Linked DNA regions of Zea mays: all the other regions are linked to region 1. Evidence: chromatin contacts called from public Hi-C data. All regions are on one chromosome and are shown on one strand. Each heading gives the region's core, a stretch centred on a gene start, on an enhancer-like site or on the middle of the called end of the contact. The rest is flanking DNA. Distances are from core to core; before and after follow the strand shown.

The links. A called contact is a pair of places that touch in the nucleus more often than the background predicts.
Region 2: a contact with region 1 is called in a Hi-C map of leaf, with 5 times the contacts expected there. The contact joins the promoter of LOC103635078 here to the promoter of LOC100281414 in region 1. A contact is called at or near these places in 6 of 25 Hi-C or Micro-C datasets (bundle sheath, ear, endosperm and 2 more).
Region 3: a Hi-C map of an unstated tissue shows a contact between it and region 1, with 5 times the contacts expected there. The contact joins the promoter of LOC100276415 here to the promoter of LOC100281414 in region 1. A contact is called at or near these places in 3 of 25 Hi-C or Micro-C datasets (ear, leaf and an unstated tissue).

The regions. Positions count from the first base shown.
Region 1 is chr1:61,842,449-61,846,833 of Zm-B73-REFERENCE-NAM-5.0, forward strand. It overlaps LOC100281414, which reads right to left and starts at 2,164. Exons shown (of 22, transcript NM_001154332.2): 1 at 1,851-2,164; 2 at 633-669; 3 at 10-86. The coding sequence starts at 1,937.
Region 2 is chr1:62,064,232-62,068,649 of Zm-B73-REFERENCE-NAM-5.0, forward strand. It overlaps LOC103635078 (villin-2), which reads left to right and starts at 1,951. Exons shown (of 24, transcript XM_008657631.3): 1 at 1,951-2,388; 2 at 2,557-2,675; 3 at 2,827-2,926; 4 at 3,040-3,105; 5 at 3,199-3,435; 6 at 3,520-3,697; 7 at 3,786-3,918. The coding sequence starts at 2,620.
Region 3 is chr1:62,081,096-62,085,369 of Zm-B73-REFERENCE-NAM-5.0, forward strand. LOC100276415 reads right to left here and starts at 1,906. Exons shown (of 2, transcript NM_001150214.2): 1 at 1,604-1,906; 2 at 1-859. The coding sequence starts at 545. It also overlaps the pseudogene LOC103635087.

The sequences.
Region 1 (4,385 bases), core at 914-3,413:
GGTACTAACAGGATCACTCTTGAAGAAAACCAATGATGTTCTTGTGAGGATGAACCAACGTTTCTTCCATGATTTCCATCCAATCCCTGGTAAAAGCAAGATGCATGAGCTATCTTTCTCAATAAATAATAAAATGTACTAACAGAAGTAAACATACTTAAAAGAGCATATTAACCATGTGGAACTGAACTAATGAGATCAGTGTCGTGTCAAATAAAAATTATATGGCAAAAAGATCACTTGATTTAAATAATAATTCCAATAGCTCAAGTCGTTTGAGCATATAGATTGAGAGGGTTATTTAGTTGGTTGATTTGCTGTCAAGCAAAAAAAATTTGAAAAACTAGTGTCCAATACATGACTGTATATAACAGCAGTTACTTCTCTCACACAATTAACTCAGAAGAACTGAGAAAAAAAATGATACAAGCAATGATGTTTTTTCATGCATAAAACAGCTCCTTCAGCCTCATCTTTAAGAAACAATCTTTTCATTTTTTACATACAATTCTGGAATTTTCTTCAAGTTCCTGGTGAACATATATTTGATTGCTCAACGAGGAACTAAAATGAAATGAGCACCATGTGGGAAACATTATGTTGAAAAAGATAGATAGGGGACAAGGGATTACCTTTGGATGATATGAAAAGAGGCCCACTCTTGAAAACCTGGTTAGAATGGTTATAGCATCAGACATGTAATACAAACAGCAAATAATAAAAGAGTTCAATACTGCACTAGTCCACCCCCAAAACCCTAGTCCTAGTTTTCAATCATGTACAACCAAAGGCCGATTCAGTATAAGTAGTGTGGAGCAATAAAAAAATGCCCTGCTCAGTTAAGTAATTTGATTTCAGCTCTAGTGATAACAGGAAATGCCCATCTGTATCCTAAATGTGGGAAGCATGAAAAGGTACTAGGAGTAACTGAAGTGGTTCGCTTCAATTGGTCAATGCATCTGTGTTTTTTTCTGAAATAAATAAAAAGATGTTAAGTATCAGGGTTGGTCCATTATCGACAAATCTTTTTTGAATTTCATGAAGCATCCATGTTGATCCACAAAGAATGTACACATTTTTTATGGTTGATGGCAGGTTGTGCTACAGCAAGTGTATATCTCCATATCAGCCTCATAAATTCTTCCCCTCGTTGTATTGTTGCTTCTCACAACCACAATATCACTAGTTGCTTCGTTTCCCATATTTGATATACTCTAGCATGTTTTTACTGTTTCTGCCCCATGTTGCATACCACGAATACCCTAGACTGGTCTTCCTTTACAGCCTGCCCCATGTTAATCAATATCACTTTCTTTTGCGGAAAAAAGCAATGTCACTTATCTCAGCAGCCCGCCAAAACCCCTAAGTTCTCAAGGCAGATCAGACCCACAATACTCTTCCCACCATTGTACAGCCAACAGTCCAACACGACAGACTATAGGAATGCACTTCTAATTTGTATCTCTGGCGCACCCTGATGGCAAATTTCGCCTACAGGCAGTCTGAATCTGAACTGCACTGCCAGCAATCCACCAGTATCACCATCAATCCGTTCAAATGTAGCTACCGAGGACCAAGCGGGCGGAAACTCTACAGTCCGTCACATCAGCACCGCAATCTAACCAAGGTCCAACCCGCTCTATTAATAGCAATAGAAGCAGCGACTTGTGTAGACCAACACCACAGTGGAGAAGCGCATCCTTGCAGCTCAAACCATGCAAACTTGACAAGCAAGGTACCGGGCACCCAGCGATACGCGAAATAGGGGAGGGAGATGCTCATCAGCACCGGATACGCAAACCGCACCAGACCCCCGGTACCCACGCAAGGAACCACGCGAACGCACGCACCGTGTTGCCGTTGGCCGCCGCGGGGCCGCCACCTCCGCGCTGCTGGTACCGCTCGAACGCCGCCCCCGCCACCGGCGCAGACGACATCCCTGTCCCACCTGCGCCAGCGCCGCCGCCGCCGCCTCAGATCGGCAGCTCCCGCGCTACGGCAGCCGCTGCATTGGATCCGGAGCAGCAGCAGTGGGCGCCGCCGCCGATCTGGCGCGCCTCGGAGGGGCGGCGGTTAGGGTTTGGGTTTTGTGCGGCGGCTTCTGCAGGAGGAGGCAGAGGCGGAGAAGAGGAGCGGGTGGTGGTACGGCGAGGGAAAGGGAGGAAAGGAAAGCGACGCAGACGGTAGCGCTGTGAATGCGATGGCAGCAATGGCGCTGTCCGTCTTTCCCCTCCCTCCCTCCCCTCTCTCTCTCTCTCTCTCTCTCTCTCTCTCTCTCTCCCTCGTCCAGGTCCAGCTGCACGGGCGGGCTGTCCACTTTGGAGCCTCTCGGGCGGTGGGGGAGTGGGGTTGGGGGCTTGCTCTCTACGCTTTCTCTCCCCGCTAAGCTAAGCCAGCGTTCGGATAGGAGTAGGTGATTTGTGTTAATTCTTTCCGTTAAGCCCCTGGCCCATGGTTGGGTTTGGGTCCTAACTAATCTTACCTATTATGCAAGGTACATATAATTCTTGTTTTTAATCAATCAATCAACCAACCTTAAATTTAACGAACTATATAGAAAATATGCACATTCGTAACAGGTAATAAACATCAATAAATTAAAGAGATGTATTTTTATAATAACGTATTTGAATATATTAATGCCGGTACTATTTCATATACCTTGTCAATCTTGACTTAGTTTAAAACTAGGATTGCATTTTTTTAATGGATGTAATACTGTGTGCTTAGATTTTTGAAATCAAATAGAGCGATTTTCCTTCAGTAATTAAGTATATTATTCTTTAATAAATTTATTTGGTAAATAAAAAATGAACAACAGTAACTAGAAGAAGAGTATAAAGAAAAATAAAATATAAATAAATCGATTTAGTAAATAAATATATAAGAGTAAAATGGAAAGAGCAGGCATAAACTATGCCATATTTGACAAACTCTAGCTCTAGCAAAAATATGTCGATTATGCATTTGCATGACTCCTTTCATTTATAGTTTAGATTAAATATAAATATTTAAATCACTTTAATTTAGTGCATAGTTTGTAGAGCCAACATAGATCTTGGAACCTTAGAGATATGTCAAACGAACCCTTAACATTGTATTTTGTTTGGTCATCCAAAACTCGACCTGCGAGGGGTAAGACAGCCCTCGGGCATTGAATTAAAAAGAAGATCTTCTCACACAGGTCGAGAAAAACCCACAGACAAGGGGATTTTTTTAACCACAGCCTGAAAATCGCTCCCACGGGGAATCGAACCCAGGACCTGAGGAGTGCTACTCAGACCACCTAACCAACTCAGCTAGAGGCCCTTTCGCTGTTTGGTCATCCAAAACGAGGGCAACAAAACTTCTTTTTATAATTTCATGGTGATGAGATATATGGTGTTGTTTGGTTCAGACGTTGTTAATAGAATAGTAATGGGATATCTTAGCAGCGGTAATGGTTACCGGTTATAATTGTATTAGATAGTATTATCTAGTGCTGCTGAAAAGAGCTCAACTAAACAAAAAAAAAGAATCGATGTCCATTATCTCATATAAATCATTTGCTTTACATTTCCGCGAAACAAACGACACCATAATTGGATAGGAAGGAATTTCAATGTGGTCACGCATATAGCTAGCTTCACAACAAATTTGTGATATATTCATCACTACAAACATGGTGATTTTATTGTTACAAAGAATTGACGTGTCTAAAATTAATCATAAAATATCAATCGAGACTAAGAGACAAGAGTTTGAAGTAGTCTATGGCTTGTTTGGTTTTTTTTTTGCTGAAGACCTTTTCAGAGCATTTGGATTCCTAGATAAGCTAGCTATCACAAGAATCTCACGAGCCTTGCGTTCTAAGAAAGATGAAGAGTTTTATTAGGTTTAGGTTTAGGAAACGATAAATTTCTATCATAGTAACGATTAAGCAGATTTTATATTTACGTTGATTTAGACGATTTTTACGAGGCCAGAAGCCAATACTGTCGGTTAGAAGAAAAAACAAATAGGACATATTTCTCGTCATATTCAGATGTAGCGACTTCTACGAGTTAGCCTTTGCCAGCGAGTCAGTAACAAGTGGGCGTTATGAAATAGTTGAATGCAGCGACGATTACATATAATAAAAAAAGAAAAGGTCGAGCCGCCCGTCTACGGCTTTTTTTACCCGTGTCAGTGGTGCCGCACCATTATTTAAACAGACAAGGGCGTATTAGCTAATGTGTTAGTGGGGGTGGGCTGCCCGTCCGCCTGGCTGGGCAGTTGAGACGCGTGGCTCCGCCTGCCTCTCCTTTCGCTCTTTTTTCCTCGTCCTCACCTGCTTATTTTTCCCCGTTTCCTCACCTGCTACAGTATCCGGCGGGGGATGGATAGTCTACTCTCGTCTCGTGTCG
Region 2 (4,418 bases), core at 701-3,200, 220 kb after region 1:
TGGTATAGCCTGTAAATCTTCTTCACATTGGTGTTCCTCTTTACTTTTATATGTAGCCTGTAAATCTTCTTCACATTTGTGTTTCTCTTTACTTTTATATTCATCAGTCCACCACTCACAAAAGAGGATGTAGGGTATTACACACATCCGCGGCCTGAACCTCTCTAAACCGCTCTCGTGCTCATATCCAGTTGCACCCAAAGTTTAACGCATAACCTACCACGGCAACAAAGTTCATATCAATTGGTAAATCCACCTTACCATTCACATGCAATCTGTAAGGGAATCAAAAAATGTATATTAGATGCACGTGTGTGTGGTGAAAGAGATACATGGACATATACACATGTTATGAAAATTGTTGGATAAATATGCTATTGGTAGGACTTGAACATCGGTCTCTCGGAGAGCTAAGTGCCCTAATCAACAAATAATTACAACATAGTTGTATGTTTCATGGAACAATAGTTGTTATATATGCCAAGACGGGATAATGGTTCATCACTAAGATATGTGGTGCCGAGCTTGGCATCAAAATGCACGATATCGAGGTGTTGTCTATGTCGGTATTTTGGGGAACGACTACTATGCAAGCAGCTATCAAATGGTGGAAACGTACAAGCGAGACTCTTGGTCCGTTAGATCTGGATCCAACCGCATATCATATTTAATACTTAAACCCTTCACCACCACCTCATGTAGTTTTATAAAAAAAGCCCTACCAAACTACGATAGCATCTACCGTTCGATCCAGATCTAACGGACAAAAAAACTTGCTTACATGGTTACACCTAATGGTTGTTTGTATAATAGTCGTTGTCATACTTTGACCCTGGACGCTAAAACATGCTCAGCGCAATGACCGATATATTCGAAAACAATAATTAAATATGAACGGTTTATAAAAAATCGGGTAGTGCACTAGTGTTGCCCCGGCCGGCGTAGGTCGACGGTGCCTCCGGACAAGGGTGACGAACGCCACGGGCTAGCCTAGGACTGGACGTTCGGGTTTACCCGAAATTTCGGGTCGGGCTTTTTGGGATTTTTATATTTCGGGTTTTCAACAGTAGAACCCGTATCCGTACCTGAAATTTCGGGTACCCGCAATTTCGGGTTTGGGTTTGGGTTTGGGTAAAATTCGGGTACCCGCTATTATAAATCATACACAAGAGTATATGACAGGTGGACAACAAACAAAGTCATAAACCAAGACTTTTCAGCTATTATTACAAAATCTCTAGAGCAGCTAAAAACCAATAGAAACAGGAGTCCACTGTCTAATCTTGCCCATATGCCCACTAAGCTCAAAGAGCTGCTCAAGCTACAGTGAGTTTGATTGCCCGGTGAGTTTGATCGCCCATTAAGTTCTGGGATCTTCCAAACTGACGCACCAAAGTCCTCACCTGCATTCACACAACAAAATTTTCAAATAACGGGAAAATCACACACTACAGATTTGCAAATTGCAATGCTCATAAATAGAGAGGCAACTTTTCCGTTCGTTACCAGACGTGTAGACTATGGAGAAGACCCTGTGATCGAAGGTATATGATTTGAGATCCCAGATCTCATTGGGGTGGTAGAAGACTCTATCGCACACCAGCTCACTCTCTGCCGGCGAATTGCGTGGGAATGGGAGGCTGGGAGCTAGGGCTGCGAGTTGTGACATGCCGAGTTGCCGATATCAACTGGGCGTGGCCCGTGGGCTGTGCTGTGCCGCTGTTGGGCTTGGGCTAGCATGCTGTCTAATTTCGGGTAGAATGGGTACTTCGGGTACCGCGGATGAATACCTGATTAGGCCCAAACTTACTTTGGGTATCTAGTTTTGTTACCCGTTGGAACTGTTCGGGTAACGGGTCTCGGACTAAACGGGTACAAGTTCGGGTATTTTAGGTAACGGGCTTCGGGCTCGGGTTTTATGCCCAGTCCTAGGCCAGCCACTAGCAACGTGTCCCTCTTCGATCTATTATTGTGTCCCTCTTCGATCTATTATTATTCGCTCCTTGTATTCGCAGTCTCGCAGAGACTCCCTACTCGAGCTCGATCGCCCCCTTTCCTACCGAGTACCGACCATCCATCCGTCCGTCGCTGCGGCAACCACAAGTATAGAAGTAGCGGCAGATCGCCGCGCGCGTATAAATAGGGGCCATTCTAAAAGCAGGCAAGCGCAAAAGCCGCGGCGTCCATCCACCCCGACCCATCCAATCCGTTCCATTCCTACGTCGGCTCGGACCTCGGAGACACAGGGATCGTCTTCGTCCCCGGCCTCTCGCCTTCCTCCACCCCCCTCTCCTCTCTCTCGCTGGCTCGTGGCCAACCCACCCACCCACCTCCGCTCCGCCCCGCTTCCATCGATCCATTCCGCGATCGGCCTTACACGTCTAACAGGTACGATCGACCGCTCGATCCATCATAGCGTTTCTGCATTTCCTATTCTCCCGGTCTCGCTCGTTTCGATTGATCGACCTCTTTGCGTGGCGTGGATGGATGCGTGGTTGCGACGCGGATCTCATGATGATGGTTTAAAATTTCTTCTGTGCCTGTGCGCTCTTGCAGTACATGAGTTTCTAACTGGTGCGAGCCCAAGTAAAGTTCTGTAATTAGTCACATTCCTGCACAATGTCGACTGCGAAAGTGGTGCTTGAGCCTGCATTTCAAGGAGCTGGCCATAAACCGTATCCCTACTACTACCATACCAGTAGATGGCTTCATGCAAGCTGCCACCTTATTTTAGCTGTTTTTTTTCTCTTTCTGTGTCTTCGGTTCCACACGCAAGAGTTGTCTTTTCTCTTTATGTTGGCTATGTGCTCCTTGACTTGAGCACAGAGGGACAGAGATATGGAGGATCGAGGATTTCAAGCCAGTCGCTTTGCCAAAATCAGACTATGGCAAATTCTACTGTGGAGATTCTTATATAGTTCTGCAGGTAATAATTTTAACCTTTCCTTTTTCCAGAGCCACCAGCATTCTCTCTTTTCCCCTACACAAACTGTATTTTATTATTATTAATTAATGCACTGTACCTGTCCCATTTTTTAGACGACATGTAAAGGAGGTGCTTTTATTTTTGACATCCATTTCTGGATCGGAAAAGATTCCAGCCAGGTAGTAGGTTTTCTGTGCCTGCTCCTCAGATCTCCTACGACGCTACAAACGACATTCCGTGCCCACCTGTCGAAAACTGTTCTTGTCACGCAGGATGAAGCTGGAACTGCGGCGATCAAGACAGTTGAGCTTGACAGCATGCTCGGGGGCCGTGCGGTGCAGCACAGGGAGCCACAGTGCTACGAGTCTGATAAATTCCTCTCGTATTTTAAACCGTGCATCATACCCATGGAGGGCGGCTTTGCTTCTGGGTTCAAAAAGCCAGAAGTGGACAAGTTTGAAACACGTCTATATATCTGCAAAGGGAAGAGAGCTATCAGAGTTAAAGAGGTGCATTGTGTTCCACCACATCCTCGCTTCCTGTATGTTTCATCAGCTGTTTAAGCCAATCCTAATGCTGTCTTCTTTGCTCAGGTTCCATTTTCTCGTTCATCGTTGAACCATGATGATGTCTTTATCTTGGATACTGAGAACAAAATATATCAATTCAACGGTGCAAACTCCAACATCCAAGAAAGAGCCAAAGCCTTGGAAGTGATCCAGCATTTAAAGGAGGAATACCATGACGGAGTGTGCGCTGTTGCAATCGTCGGTGAGATGAGAATGAGACGAATCTCATACATGTGAAACGTCAGCAAGTTCACACACACTTATACATTTTTTTGTTGCCTTGATAATAGATGATGGGAAACTGCAAGCAGAATCAGATTCAGGAGAATTCTGGGTCCTTTTTGGAGGTTTTGCGCCAATAGGGAAAAAAGCAATAAGTGATGATGATGTTGTTCTTGAAACTACATCACCAAAGCTTTTCAGGTACCTACTCTTTATGAGTGTGCAATCAACTGAATTTGGTCTATTGGTTTTAATTATCAGTACTTGTTATTAACCCCTAAGAGGGGCAAAGTTTTTCTAATGGTCCTTTATGTTAAATGGTAAGGAAGCTAAAATTATGTGTAAATGGGGATTCGAACCACGGTCGTTGGCTCTAAACCCATATTTACACCCACCCAGCCAACAGAATACACGTGTCTTCTATAATATAAGATTAAGAGACGTACGAGCACTTTGCTAATATAAGATTAAGAGGCAGGGGTACATATATAGATAAGTAGGACCTAAGGTTTGTTTATAAAAAATATGACCATCTTGTCTTTTACAAAAATAAGCAATCTATAATAACCGCACGTAACGGGCCAACATCGCACGTCCGACTGTCTAAAACTTTCAAGTTACTTATTACGGTGAATTCACTTAAGAAAGGGAATCAAATATCTGTGTCAAACTTTGCCTAATGCATTAACAGCAAGGGATCA
Region 3 (4,274 bases), core at 656-3,155, 240 kb after region 1:
AACTTCATCAGCAGGATGCATTCCGCCACCTGGCAGGGCAGGACCTCCTTCGCCGGAAGCACAGACCCGAACCGCAGAACGAAGTCAGCATCGGTCGGCCAGTGCCTCTGCCCGCTCAGCGGGTGCCAGCTCGTCAGGTTCACTGCCCTCTTCATCTTCTTGTTGACAACAATCCAGCTCAGCTTTACACCATCGTTCAACTCCCTCCATAGCTTGCCGTCTTTCCTTTCTTGCTCCATTGAGGGTACCGGTGACACGCCACTGACAGTGGATAGGAATACATCTCCGTTGTTGTTCTCGTTGTTTTCAGCCGAGTGTTGAGACAGGTCGATCCGGAACGGGTAGTTGTAGAACCATCCATTGGCACTGTCTGAGCTGGGAATTCCCCATATGACCTTCGAGTAGAGCGCATGGCCTTTGTACCATACATCGATCAAAGACACGAAATCCGAAGGCAATGAGTTTTCAGAATCGTCCATGCCGCCGTCGTCGTAGTAGTAGTAGTCAAGACTCAGCCCATTCTTCGGCAAAGAAGTTAGTTTCATTGGCTTGAACCACAGGGACGTCCTTGTTCAGTATAAGTGTGAAACAATCCGCATAGAACTTCCTGAACCCACCAGCAGAGGCAATTAAGCTCCTAACGTCATCTCGTCTCATTGATGGCCACAGAGATGTGCAGGCATTTTCCCACAGATCCTCTTCATTTGATATGGCACGAAAATCAGCGCAGGCACAGCCTGCTCTTGCCAGAGCTGCAGCATCGAGACGCTTGAGTATGTCGTAAAAGAGGTCAGCACTCAGCGATGCCATGATCACAGCCAGCTGCAGTTGCAGCTAAAAGAGATGACACCCAATCAAGCTGGAGCATAACAACACAGGACTATGGTTAGTTTCTTCTCAGCATACCAATTGATATTATATCAACAGATCTCCAAAGTCATCCAATGAGTAGATAGATGACTTTAGTGAGATGTTGCTTCAAAGAAAAAAAATATGTAGTGTGCTGCTGAAACTTTGGCCCATCAGTTAAATTTCTTAATAGAAAGAGAGGATCTCAATAGCGGTGCAGAGTAGGCCAAAACGACCAAACTCCCAGATCTGGAAAACCAAGGCATCCAGTTCCAAGCCTGCTCGGCAGCACAAAATCAATACGACTGTCCTAAAATCAACAGCTGTTATTTACATCACAGATACTCTTCCTGGCGCTTGTATTGCACTATGACAGTGAATGGAACTAGCCATTTCAATTGGCCATAGAAGCAATGTTATGGTTGCTTCATTGCCAACAAAAGAGCTGAGCACTTGCTTAGTAATGAACTAAAATCTAGTGAAACATAAGTTGGGAAGTCAATCAGTCTCTTTTTTTTTTGGTGAAGCTTAAACCAATCAGTCTTTTGGCCAGGCACTGGGAGGAGGCGACGAACAGGTTGTGCATAGTTCTATTGGAGTGACCGCGTCTTGCTGGTGAGAGAAGAAATCACGGGCAGGAAACTGAATCAGAACCACCCACCACCCAAAAAAAACCCCCACAGATCTAGGGTTACAGCTGCAGGAGGAGCAAGAAGCATCGAGGGGAAGAGGGAGACGAGAGAGGCAGGCTCACCTCAAGAATCAAGATTCGTCAGGCGTATGAGGTAGAGACGACTGACTGGACTGTTCAGTATTCACTCCTTGAACAGCACAAGGTGGCGTCAGGGTTTAAATAAGGATAGGTCCTAGCTGTCCTTCCTCGCATCGCCATCGCCTCGTGAGTAATGTCGCCGGATAAGCGCAGGCCGGACCATGGCGTACGCGGGGTCGCGGTTCGCGGGCGTATCAACGAGCCACGCGACGGCCGGCCTGCCGGCTGCGCGGCGTTGTGGTCTCTTTCGCAGCCTCCTCGCTCCGCGTTGCAGGACGACCCCCGGTCTAGAAAGGGCGAGCGTGTGCCGATCTGCCAGCGCACACCTTTTTTCTTTGTTTCTTCGAGGGTCCCGGCGCACAGGTTGTTGATGTTTTTGGTCTTCACGAGACTATCTCCGGTATTTCTCATATCACATTTTCTATTACACATTTTTATTTCAAGTTTCACTCGATAAATAGTGTTATCTATAATATATTACATGACCATGTATATGATTTGCTGAACACAATTTTATAGAATATACACTATTTTAGTTTTTATGAGACAACTTTTTAAGAATATGACATTACTGCTACCATATACTGCTACCATATATACGATCTGTTGAACACAACTTTATAGAATATACACTATTTTAGTTTTTACGATACAACTTTCTGACATTATGTTAGTGCTAGATATGTAGATATTTTTAATTGTAGTTTAATCTAGAAAAAGTATAATGACAACTTGGTGACATCGTTCCATTTTATCACGATAAACATATAAGAAGTACAAAGAAACAAGACTTTAAACAATCAAGAAGACAAAACATACCTAGCGGCGCTAGTCGATGTAGCCATTTCGTTAGATGCAGTGTTGGTATGTAATTGTGTTGATCACTACCAAAGCAATATACCATGAAGGAGAGAACATAGCTTAGCACCAAAAATGAGAGGAGCAAGCGAGCAATCATGGCGCTTACGAACACTACCCAAAATTGTGTTTATCGTCCTTAACCCGAGCAGGTGAACTCTTGGACGACACTTGTTTCGAAGGCCTGTTCTTCCTGTGTTTGTGTGCGCAAGAACTAAAACTGAGTGCTTGGCTAACAGCTAAAACAACATCAGCGAAAGCGAACCGATAAACAAAGACAAGATGGAGTTTATATAGGTGAACAAGGAGAATCAAAGAGACATAGGAGATTAGACATCGGGAGAACCAAGCGAACCCGAAAGATTATACGACGCGAAAATCGAGCGGGTGTGGGAGATCATAAGGAAACTTCACAACCGGACGAGTAACTTCTGGAGTTACAAGCTATGAAACTTCTAAAACTCCTTGCACACGCTCTAACTCTGTGACATTTTGATTCCCTGCACGCTCTGTGTCTACATCACACCATGTTGTGACCCGACTGACCGTGATCACGCCTTGTCTCGCTTTGGCTCGGTGGCGGCGCGTACATGCGTGGCACACCTTAACCATTTTCTCAACCACTTAAGATAGACATACAAGATCTAACCATATAAATTGTGTTACCATCACTTAGCTTTCTCAAGTGTTGTTGTCAAGCATATTGACATTAAATATTATGTTATAAAGAAGAGAGTTCATGATCAAATAATTGACCATGAGCATATACATATACGTACAGAGCAAATGTTTGCAGGTCTGCTCACTAAAGGGCTTATACTCAACGTATTTAGAAAACTCGTAACCAGTATAGGTTTAATGGAGCACCTATGATTCTGGACTAAGGGGTCATAAAAATACAACCATCTTCCTCAAGTTTTAGGTTCTATACTTTGAGATAGAAATGTGCACTATAGTCATTGAGTTCAATAGTACCTAACAAGTTGCTTAAATGTCTTGGTGTTGGTGTACTGATGTATTGTGAAGTGAAAACCATAAGTTATGAAATTAAGACGTTAATAAAGTAAAAGTTGTAAGTATAAGAAAATGAGTATGAGATTAAATGGAGAGAATGTTAGGGTTGATCTTGACCGTCTCGGTCATGGACCGAGTCGATCCTATCCTATCATAACACATTTTGAATCATGCGCATTTTTTGCGAATCAAAGCTGGAGAACATTATTTATATCTGCTCTCTAGGTGCTTGAGGACGAAGTATTTATCGCATAGAAAAATTATTTATTGGTCCCTCCAGCGAGATAGATACGGTAGAGATAGCTACTGCCTACTGCTCCAACTTCAATCTGTCTAGGTGCTTCCTTCCGTCAAGCTTCGTTGCAAAGTAATGCTTCATAAATTCCTCATAATCCGTTGATCCATACCGCTCATTACCGCCATTCACGAACTCCGGCAATGGGCCAACCCTCATGTTCTGGCGAGGGTACAGGAACAGCGCCGCCGACATTCTCTCTCTGGTTGGGTGTACCACGGCCCTGTGCTCAACGCTGGTGAATTTTCCATTACTCAGGATCTGCAAAACGGACACAAGACGATCGATATACATCAGCCACATAGAATCCACACAAAACTGACAGCACGTACGTACCTCAAGAAAGTCGCCGACGTTGACGACGAGGGCGCCGTCGATGGCGTCCACGGCGAACCACCTGCCGTCCTTCCTGACCTGCAGGCCCTGCACGCCGTTGCTGGCCTGCAGCAGCAGCGTCAGGCCGGACGCGTCGGTGTGTGGCGACAG